2 separate regions of the Mus musculus genome follow, and region 2 is linked to region 1. Evidence: chromatin contacts called from public Hi-C data. All regions are on one chromosome and are shown on one strand. The core of a region is the stretch at or near the end of the contact, and the rest is flanking DNA. Distances in the headings are between cores, read along the strand shown. Region 1 overlaps Pdzd2 (PDZ domain containing 2). Region 2 overlaps Pdzd2 (PDZ domain containing 2).

Region 1 (3,994 bases), core at 1,337-3,836:
TCAAATCCCAGCAACCACATGGTGGCTCACAACCATCCATAATGAGATCTGACACCCTCTTCTGGAGTGTCTGAAGACAGCTACAGTGTACTTAAATAAATAAATCTTAAAAAAAAAAAAGAGGTAGAGAAAAGAGGATTTGGAACTGAAGGTCATCTGGTATTCTGGTATATATATATGTGTGTATATATGTATATATATATATATATATATATATATATAGAGAGAGAGAGAGAGAGAGAGAGAGAGTTAGTTCAAGGTTAGCCTGGGACACTTAAGAACCCACCTCAAATACTAAACAAACAAACAAACCTTTGAAGACACACTTTGTGGTAAGTCACATTGCTAATAAAAATTGCAGAAAGCTTTGCCTATTAGTGAATATTTAATAAGCGGATCTGAAAGTGTTAGATCCCTGAGCCCACAGGGTGAAAGAGCAGAACACACTCCTACAAGTTGTCCTCTGACCTACACACATGCGCAGTCACACTCTCTCTCACACACACACGTGCACACACATGCACACGCAGTAAGTGGCCTTCGAGTCCCTTTCTCTTGGCACACTGCCCCTCTCCCCTGTATCTGGTGTCAGCAGAAGTAAAAACGCTATGCTTGAGAGTTCAATAGTTGAATGAGAACAACATCTGGATCAGCAGGTATTGCTGGCAGCAGCTCGTCTCCCACAGCAGGCCTGGGTAGTTCCACGCCATCTCCATGGGCGTCTTGATGAACCAGCCTTGTTATTGCCACACGCTCCACACGGAGGCCACAGGGTTCAGGTTTAGCCAAGCACAAGCTGTGGAGCAAACCCTGGCTCTCCCGCCTGTGAACTGTGAGCTTGGGCATGTTACCTAACCATTCGGTGACTCCCTTCCTCGTTCTCTCAATGCACAGGGCCCACCCACCTCCCAGTACTGGGAAGAAAATTAACTGTGTGGAAATCTCCTTCCACGGTGCTAAGACTTCATTATTGGCTAATAATTAGTTTGTAATTATTCATAAAGGGACAACAGGAGGGGGATAAAAGATTCAATTAAAGCCAAGCCCAGTGACACAAACCTATAATCCCAACCAGTCCTGAGGCCAAGATAGGATGGTGGCAGGTTCATGGCCTGCCTTACTGAACTTGCTGAAACCCAATATCAAAGTGTCATGTGAGCAGGGCCAGTAAGATGGCTCAATGGTTATCGCAAGGTCGCCCTCTGGTATATAGTGAGTTCAAGGTTAGCCTGGGATACTCAAGACACTCTCTTTTTTTAAAAACATTTTAATAGATTTATTTTATTTATATGAGTACACTGTTGCTGTCTTCAGACACACCAAAAGAGGTCATTAGATCCCATTACAGATAGTTGTGAGCCACCATGTAGTTGCTGGGATTTGAACTCGGGACCTTTGAAAAAGCAGTCAGTGCTCTTAACCACTGAGCCATCTCTCCAGCCCCAAGACTCTGTATTTAAAACCAATTAATAATTATAAAGCTTTGAGGACATATACTTAACATTTGGGGTAACACTGCTCATACGAAGACCTTTTGTGGGTCACTTGTCAAAGTGATATTAGCCCAAGAGAGTGCAGTGCATGCTACTGGGCTTTCTGAGGAGACACCCTAGGACAGAGCGGCTCTCAGCACCTGCCCTGAGTGACATGCCATGCCCCCCCCAACTGCCCCCCTTCCAACGGTCCCTGCTTCTCGGAGCTGTGTGCTCTTTTGTGCCTCTGTGCTTTCAGCCTGGTGTTCTCCTCCCCACTCGGAGCAATCCGTCCCTCATGAGCCCCTCTCAAGCTTCCTCTACCGTTAAGGCTTCCTGGAATAACTGGCTTTCAGATCCCCTGTTTGGACAAGTCACTTCAAAGCCGAGCTGAAGCTCAGTACCAACAAGGGCCCCACCTGGAGCGTCGGCTCCGTCTCCTGTGCAGCGCAAAAAAAAAAAAAAAAAAAAAAAAGCAAGCCTCCCTGTGGTTTGGAGGTTGAACTGTTTCTTGGTACAGTCCGAGTCACTCATAGTCAGATAAATAGATGCTGGAATGAGGTAAGACACGAAGCCTCTGCCCAGTCTAGGCCAAAGCTAAGGAATACAACCAACGGTGTCTGTCTTTCCAGAACTGCTGACGGCAGAGACATTTGGGTAAAGAAACCCAGGCAGAAGATTTCTGGTGTCTCCTATCTGAAAGCAAACAAAGAGGGAAATGGGCAAGTTTAAATGTCCATTCTGCTTGTCCCAGTTACTTTAAGGCCATTAAAGCAGGGTGGTGGTTCCTAGATCTGAGCGCTCTACAATTGGAGAGAGAAAAAAACCAAAGGTCTAGATGCAGGCTGTGGACTTCTGAGAAACAGTATTGAGATGGCTTATGTTTGCAGAACTTCTAGAGGGTTCCCGTTTGCTTACACTTCCCTTTCCTCTCCCCTACCCTATACAGGATGGGATGGGTCCTCAGACCATCCCCCTTCCCCAGGGAAGAGCAGGGAAGTTCGTCCTGACTCCAGCGAGACTCCTGCAGTCACCGAGCAAGTCCTCCAACCTGAGAGCCTCAGCCAGCCTGTGTCTCCCGGGACCTCGGAGCCTGAGTCCCAGGGCGTATCTAAAATGAAGCCAGCCAGCCAGAGAAGCCTGTCTCCCAGGGAGAAGGCCTCAGCTCTTCCCGACTCCAGCAGGACTTGGGCTGGCCCTGGGGACAGCACTCCCAGCACCAGGAGAGCAGCTGTCCCCATGAGCATAGGAGAGACACGAGCTACGGCCATCCCTCATCCCTCCCTCCTGGGTCAGGAAAGGAGCCGAGACCCCTCGGGTCCCAGCAAGGCCCTGGAAACTCCAGGACACTGCGTACCTACAAGCTTGAAAGATAGGGCTCTGCTTGAAGAAACAGCGTCAGCATCTGGAAAGTTGTCACACGCCGGTCCCTCTGTGCCAGTGACTACTGATGGGACCCTGTCGGGGAGCACAGAGAGCCCGGTGACAGACATTGACAAGTTCATTGGGGAAGCCCCGGAGGCGTGGCTTTCTCAGTCTCCTCAGAGAGCAGACTGCAGGACTCACCAGGACATTTTTGAGAGTCAGCCACCAGGGGGAGCTGGGGGTGGCAGTTCCCACCATGGGAAGACCGGAGGCACAGGCTCACCCCCACCCCCTCAGTGGACCTTCCAGCCTTCCGTTCTGGATTCCGTCCATCCTGACAAACAGTTGGCTGGGAACAAAAACTTTCTGAACAACTACTCCAGAAATTTTAGCAGTTTCCACGAAGACGGCGTCTCGGAACCTTCGCCCTCGTCCATGTATGGCGATGCTGAAGACTCGTCTTCAGACCCCGAGTCTCTTGTTGAAGATCCACGAGCAGCGGCCAGGAACAACTGGCCAGCTCCTCCATCTCATGAGTCCTCCCGTAAGGAAGGTAGCAGTGAGTCTGAGGACGAGCAAATAGAAATCTGTGCCCCAGGTGGTTGTCCTGAGACCCCAGTGCCTGCCCAAGCTCCTGCCCAGGCTGCAGGCGGCGCAGTTCCCTCGGTACAGCAGACTGTGAGGGAGCCGGTGGGGGACGCCTGCGAGAAAGCCTGCTTCATGACAGGAGCCTCGAACACTTGCATCCCGGGCTCTTCCCAGCCATTTTCCTTCCTGGATGTAAGCTCTCTGGAGCATGAGACTTGGGCGGGCGTACAGACTTCACGGAGCCACATGCCCGGGTGCGCAGAGGAAACCTTGGCGGTCAGCAGCACCGGCTCAGTCGTGGGAGACAGCCAGCCTTCTCAAACGACCAGACCTTGTGGAAACCCGCCATTTGTGCTCAGGAACCCAGATATGGTAAATGGTTTGGGACAGGACCTGCTGGATGAGGGAACCCCAGACAAAGGAGCAGATGCCTCTCATGTCATGAGCAGTGTGTATGCCCTGGGGGCCGAGGGCCCTAAGAATGGAGAGGCCGTTTTGGCAAACCTACACATTGCCAAGGGCGGCAACCTGGACGGCTTGCTACAGAAACCAAAAACGACCTCCAGGAG
Region 2 (3,957 bases), core at 1,219-3,718, 100 kb before region 1:
GTTAACAAACGCAAAATGAAGCAAAACCTAACCAGGACACCTTCTCTGCTCAGTGGCTCTGTATCAGTGGTTCTCAACCTGGGGGTTGCAACCCCTTTGGCCCTTGCCCAGGAATCTCGCATTAGGTATCCTGCATATCAAACAGTTATATTATGATTCACAAAAGTAGCAAAGTTAAGAGTTAGGAGGTAGCAAGGAAATTAGTTTTAGGGTTGGTGAATCACCACACCATGAGGAAATGTATTAAAGGGACCCAGCATTAGGAAGGTTGAGAGCCACTGTCTTATATGGACCCTCTATATGCAGAAGCAACACTTTCGTAGGACTAACAGCCTACTGGGGGCAGGGAGGAGGAATCGGGATTTCTCATTTCCTGACTAGGGTGATTCTGTCAGCGGTTGATGAATCATTTCACACTCTCTGCTCATTTTGCAATCACTTTTCCACTGCGATCTAAAGCAGATGCTGCAGGTGAGCAAGTATATGCAAGTCCCAGGATGTTGTTTTGTATCCAGAAGGCAGTGGCTGCCTTCCTTCCCCCCTCTTTTGTTGTCCTGGGTGGCAAAAAGCTTCAAGATCTAGCCTTTTCGAATGACAGAGGTTTGGACTGTGTGTTCCAAGTCTGATTTGAAACCAGACAGCTTTTAATATCTGTGAAAATCTGCTGCAGATGTTCAACAAGCAGATTCCCCCTAAAATAAAGCTTTATTCATCCTCCCAGGAAATGGTTCTGCACAGCCAGGAAGAGATACTCGGGTAGTCCATGCTGATTAGTCTCAGTGTTGGGCAGCCACTACACGTCTCCTCGGAGCTGCACGAGTTTAGGGGAAGAAGGCACAAAGAGACAATATACATAAAATATAAAGAATTCATCCATACTAGAAGAATATGTGAATTTACCATATGATAATTGATGTGTTTGTATAAAAAGATAAAAAAAGAGGAGATATGTTCTGTGGTGATGTGGTAAGGTATGGGGGAAGAGGATGTCTCAGCGGGGCCCATGCTGAGGCATCCCTTCCCCCTGAGGGACCAGCCACACGATGGTATAGTATAGAATAGAATTTATTCAGGGCACGGGGAGGGGAGTTAAGAAAGTAGTAGAGGCAGAGAAAGTGGGGAGGGGAGAGGGAAGAGAGAGGAGAGAGAAGTAGAGACTGGCCATGAGCATGTGGAGAGAGGGGGAAGGGAGGGGGCGAAGGGCAAGGGGACAGGAGAACAAGAGAGGGAGGAGGGGGCAAGCAACCCCTTTTATAGCCAGGCCTCCCTGGCTGTTGCTAGGTAACTGTGGGGAGGAGCTTGGACAGAATGATAACAATAATGGTTGCATGTGCTTTCATAGCCAAGGTCACCTGATGCTATGCAGGGCTGTAGGCTGGGGGGAAATTTTGTGAGGCGGGGGCTGTTCTGAGTTGGACTTTGATTCCTAAGCAGGTGTATATGGGCAGTGTGAAAGTGTGGAGACACAGGAATAGGGGGCTTCGTGAGTTCTATGAGCCTCAGCTCTGAGAAGCCCTCCTTCCCCCAGAAGAGTGGGTCCTGACATGCCAGCACTCACAGGTTGGCCAGGGGTGGCCTAAAGGGGGAAAGGAGGAGACTGAAAAGGCTTTAGCAGAACCGAACAAAAGATTTTATTGAAACATTAACACGGGAGCCTTGTGCTCAGTGGTTTCAGTCATTTCCAGTGACTTTAAGCCTGTTTACCCCTGCTGGGCTGCAGTAACACCTCCTGTGGTAGAATTACCTAGAGACTTGATGAGGGAGAAGAGCTTGTTCCAGCTGCTTTGTTCGTTAGTTCAAAGATAACCTTACTTTCTTCTTTATTATCGTGTGTGTGTGTGTGTACATGCATGTATATGTGTGGGACACATGCTTGTGTATGGAGCCACAAGGGTTTTTGTTTGTTTGTTTGTTTGTTTTTGCTTTTTCAAGATAGAGTTTCTCTGTGTAGCCCTGACTGTCCTGAAACTCACTATGTAGACCAGGCTGGCCTCGAACTCAGAAATCCCCCTGCCTCTGCCTCCCAAGTGCTGGGATTAAAGGTGTTCGCCACCACTGCCCAGCTGAGCCCCAAGGTTAATATCAGGAGCCATCATCCCCTGTAGCTCTTCCATCTTATTGAGGCAGACTCTCTCAATCAAACTCAGAGCATACTGATACAGCTAGTCCTACCAGCCAGCTTGCTCTGGGGGAACCCCCTGTGTACTGGTTATTTCTCTATTGCTGTTATGAAACACCATTGCCGAGGCAATTTACAAAAGATCTGGGCTAACAGCCCCAGGGGGTTAGAGTTCATGCTGGTGAAGTCAAGGTTCGGCAACAGGAACAGGAAGCTGGTGGCTTGCAAGCTGAACTCCAAGCAGGCTGGGAATGAACAGTTTAAGCTTGAAAACCTTAAAGCCCGCCCCCAGTGACATACTTCCTCCAACAAGGCCACACCTCCTAAGCATCCACAAACCTCAGTATCAGTGAGGGACCAAGCGTTCCAAAGCCTGACGCTGGGGGAGGGAGACTCACCCAGGCTTGCTATATCCAAACTGAGGCTCTTGTGCGCATACAAGCTTGTTAAACACTGAGCCATTTCCCTAACTTACACATTTTTAAAAATTAGAAAAGATTAACAACTAAAGCACACTAAGAGGAGCCAGTCCAGGAGACGTGACCAAGTGACGGTTTCCCCCTCATATGTAACAGAGGGACAATGTAAAACACCAGGTCGGAGCACAACAGCTTTGAGGTTGCAAGCATCAAGCAGTTCGCCAGAAATTAACGCTAAATATTACAGATTGGCAGGATTTTGGAAGCCCACAGAAGGCAATGGAAGTGTAACGATCTTGGCTTATGGGGCAAAAAGCAAGGAAGATTTGGTGGCCGAGGACCATGTTTGATGTCATGACTGTTAACACTAACTAGTACAGATAGAATAATGCATTTGGGATTCATCTGCACAGTTTTATGTATCAAAAGTCTGTTCCTTTGTACTGCCGAATTGCATTTCTGTGTATATATGTGCCACAGATGTCCATTGCTTCAATTTTGAATATAGGTTTTATTTCTGTTTCTGACTACATTTTGAACCAAGTTACATCTCCTTGGTTTTTGTTGTATTTTTTGGAAGGAAAAATCTAGTCAGCATCTTTAAAGGAAATCAGCCATTTTTCTAACATTATGCCCCTTTACTAAGTTGTAATTATTATACTTACAGAGGTGCCAGGACCTAACATCTCTTTAAATGGCCTTCAGTGTAAAGTTGGATGTGCCCCATTGAAAGTCTATTGTAATGATTTTGAGACATCGATGCCCATGGTTAATTGTATCATGAGTGCAGCACTCGGAAATTCAGGTTCGAGTGGAGAAGGGGTATCATGAAAGAGAGTGATGAGGAATAATTATGTGATGCAAATGTCTGGATTCAGACCCTTTGATTACAGAAAACCTCGGATTCCTCGACGTCAGTTGCAGGCTTGTGGGATGCTGCTCAGAGCCTGGAGATCCGTTCTAAACACTCAGTGATCATCACCAGGGCTGGTGAAGCAAATTGGTTGCTGCTTTTCACTGTGGAAAGCCTTGCTTTACTGTAACCTTCATTAAAGAACAGTCGTTTGGGATATACATTCCTCACCATAGTTCTTGCAGCTGGTGCATGGACTCTGTAGGCATCTTTTTAAACTTTATTATTCTAGTTCTCTTACTCCCTCTGTGCCCGTGGGGTGGGTGGGTGGGTGGGTGGGTACGTGTCCAGGTTCCACAGCATGCGTGTGGGGGTTAGAGGATAACTTTCAGGAGTTAGCTCTTTCTTACCATTAGAGGTCCCAGGGACCAGTACCACACTGTCAGTTCTGCACAGAATAGCTTTTCCCTGCTGAACCATCCCACTGGCTCAAAATTCTTTTAAGAATACCAGATTGTATTATATTACTTTGTTACCCATAAATAAATGACATCTCATCAAAATAT

The links. Hi-C and Micro-C count contacts between places; a contact is called where the count stands out from the background.
Region 2: a contact with region 1 is called in a Hi-C map of myeloid progenitors, with 2.8 times the contacts expected there. The contact joins two enhancer-like sites. A contact is called at or near these places in 21 of 484 Hi-C or Micro-C datasets (the CH12 cell line, the G1E-ER4 cell line, the HPC-7 cell line and 13 more) and 4 of 115 datasets of contacts at active chromatin or transcription factors (bone marrow-derived macrophages, embryonic stem cells and large pre-B cells).

The regions. Positions count from the first base shown.
Region 1 is chr15:12,374,808-12,378,801 of GRCm38.p6, reverse strand. It overlaps Pdzd2 (PDZ domain containing 2), which reads left to right. Exons shown (of 26, transcript NM_001081064.2): 21 at 2,422-3,994. Among named protein-coding and RNA genes, the nearest start is that of Golph3, 55 kb to the right of the region's middle. Within about 2 kb of position 2,586, at least 121 of the 459 cell types and tissues checked have an H3K27ac peak or open chromatin away from gene starts, as enhancers often do. A contact at or near this core is called in Th1 cells and myeloid progenitors, where this site is marked.
Region 2 is chr15:12,477,907-12,481,863 of GRCm38.p6, reverse strand. All of the region lies in intron 3 of Pdzd2 (PDZ domain containing 2), which reads left to right. Among named protein-coding and RNA genes, the nearest start is that of Gm52211, 12 kb to the left of the region's middle. Within about 2 kb of position 2,468, at least 68 of the 459 cell types and tissues checked have an H3K27ac peak or open chromatin away from gene starts, as enhancers often do. A contact at or near this core is called in Th1 cells and myeloid progenitors, where this site is marked.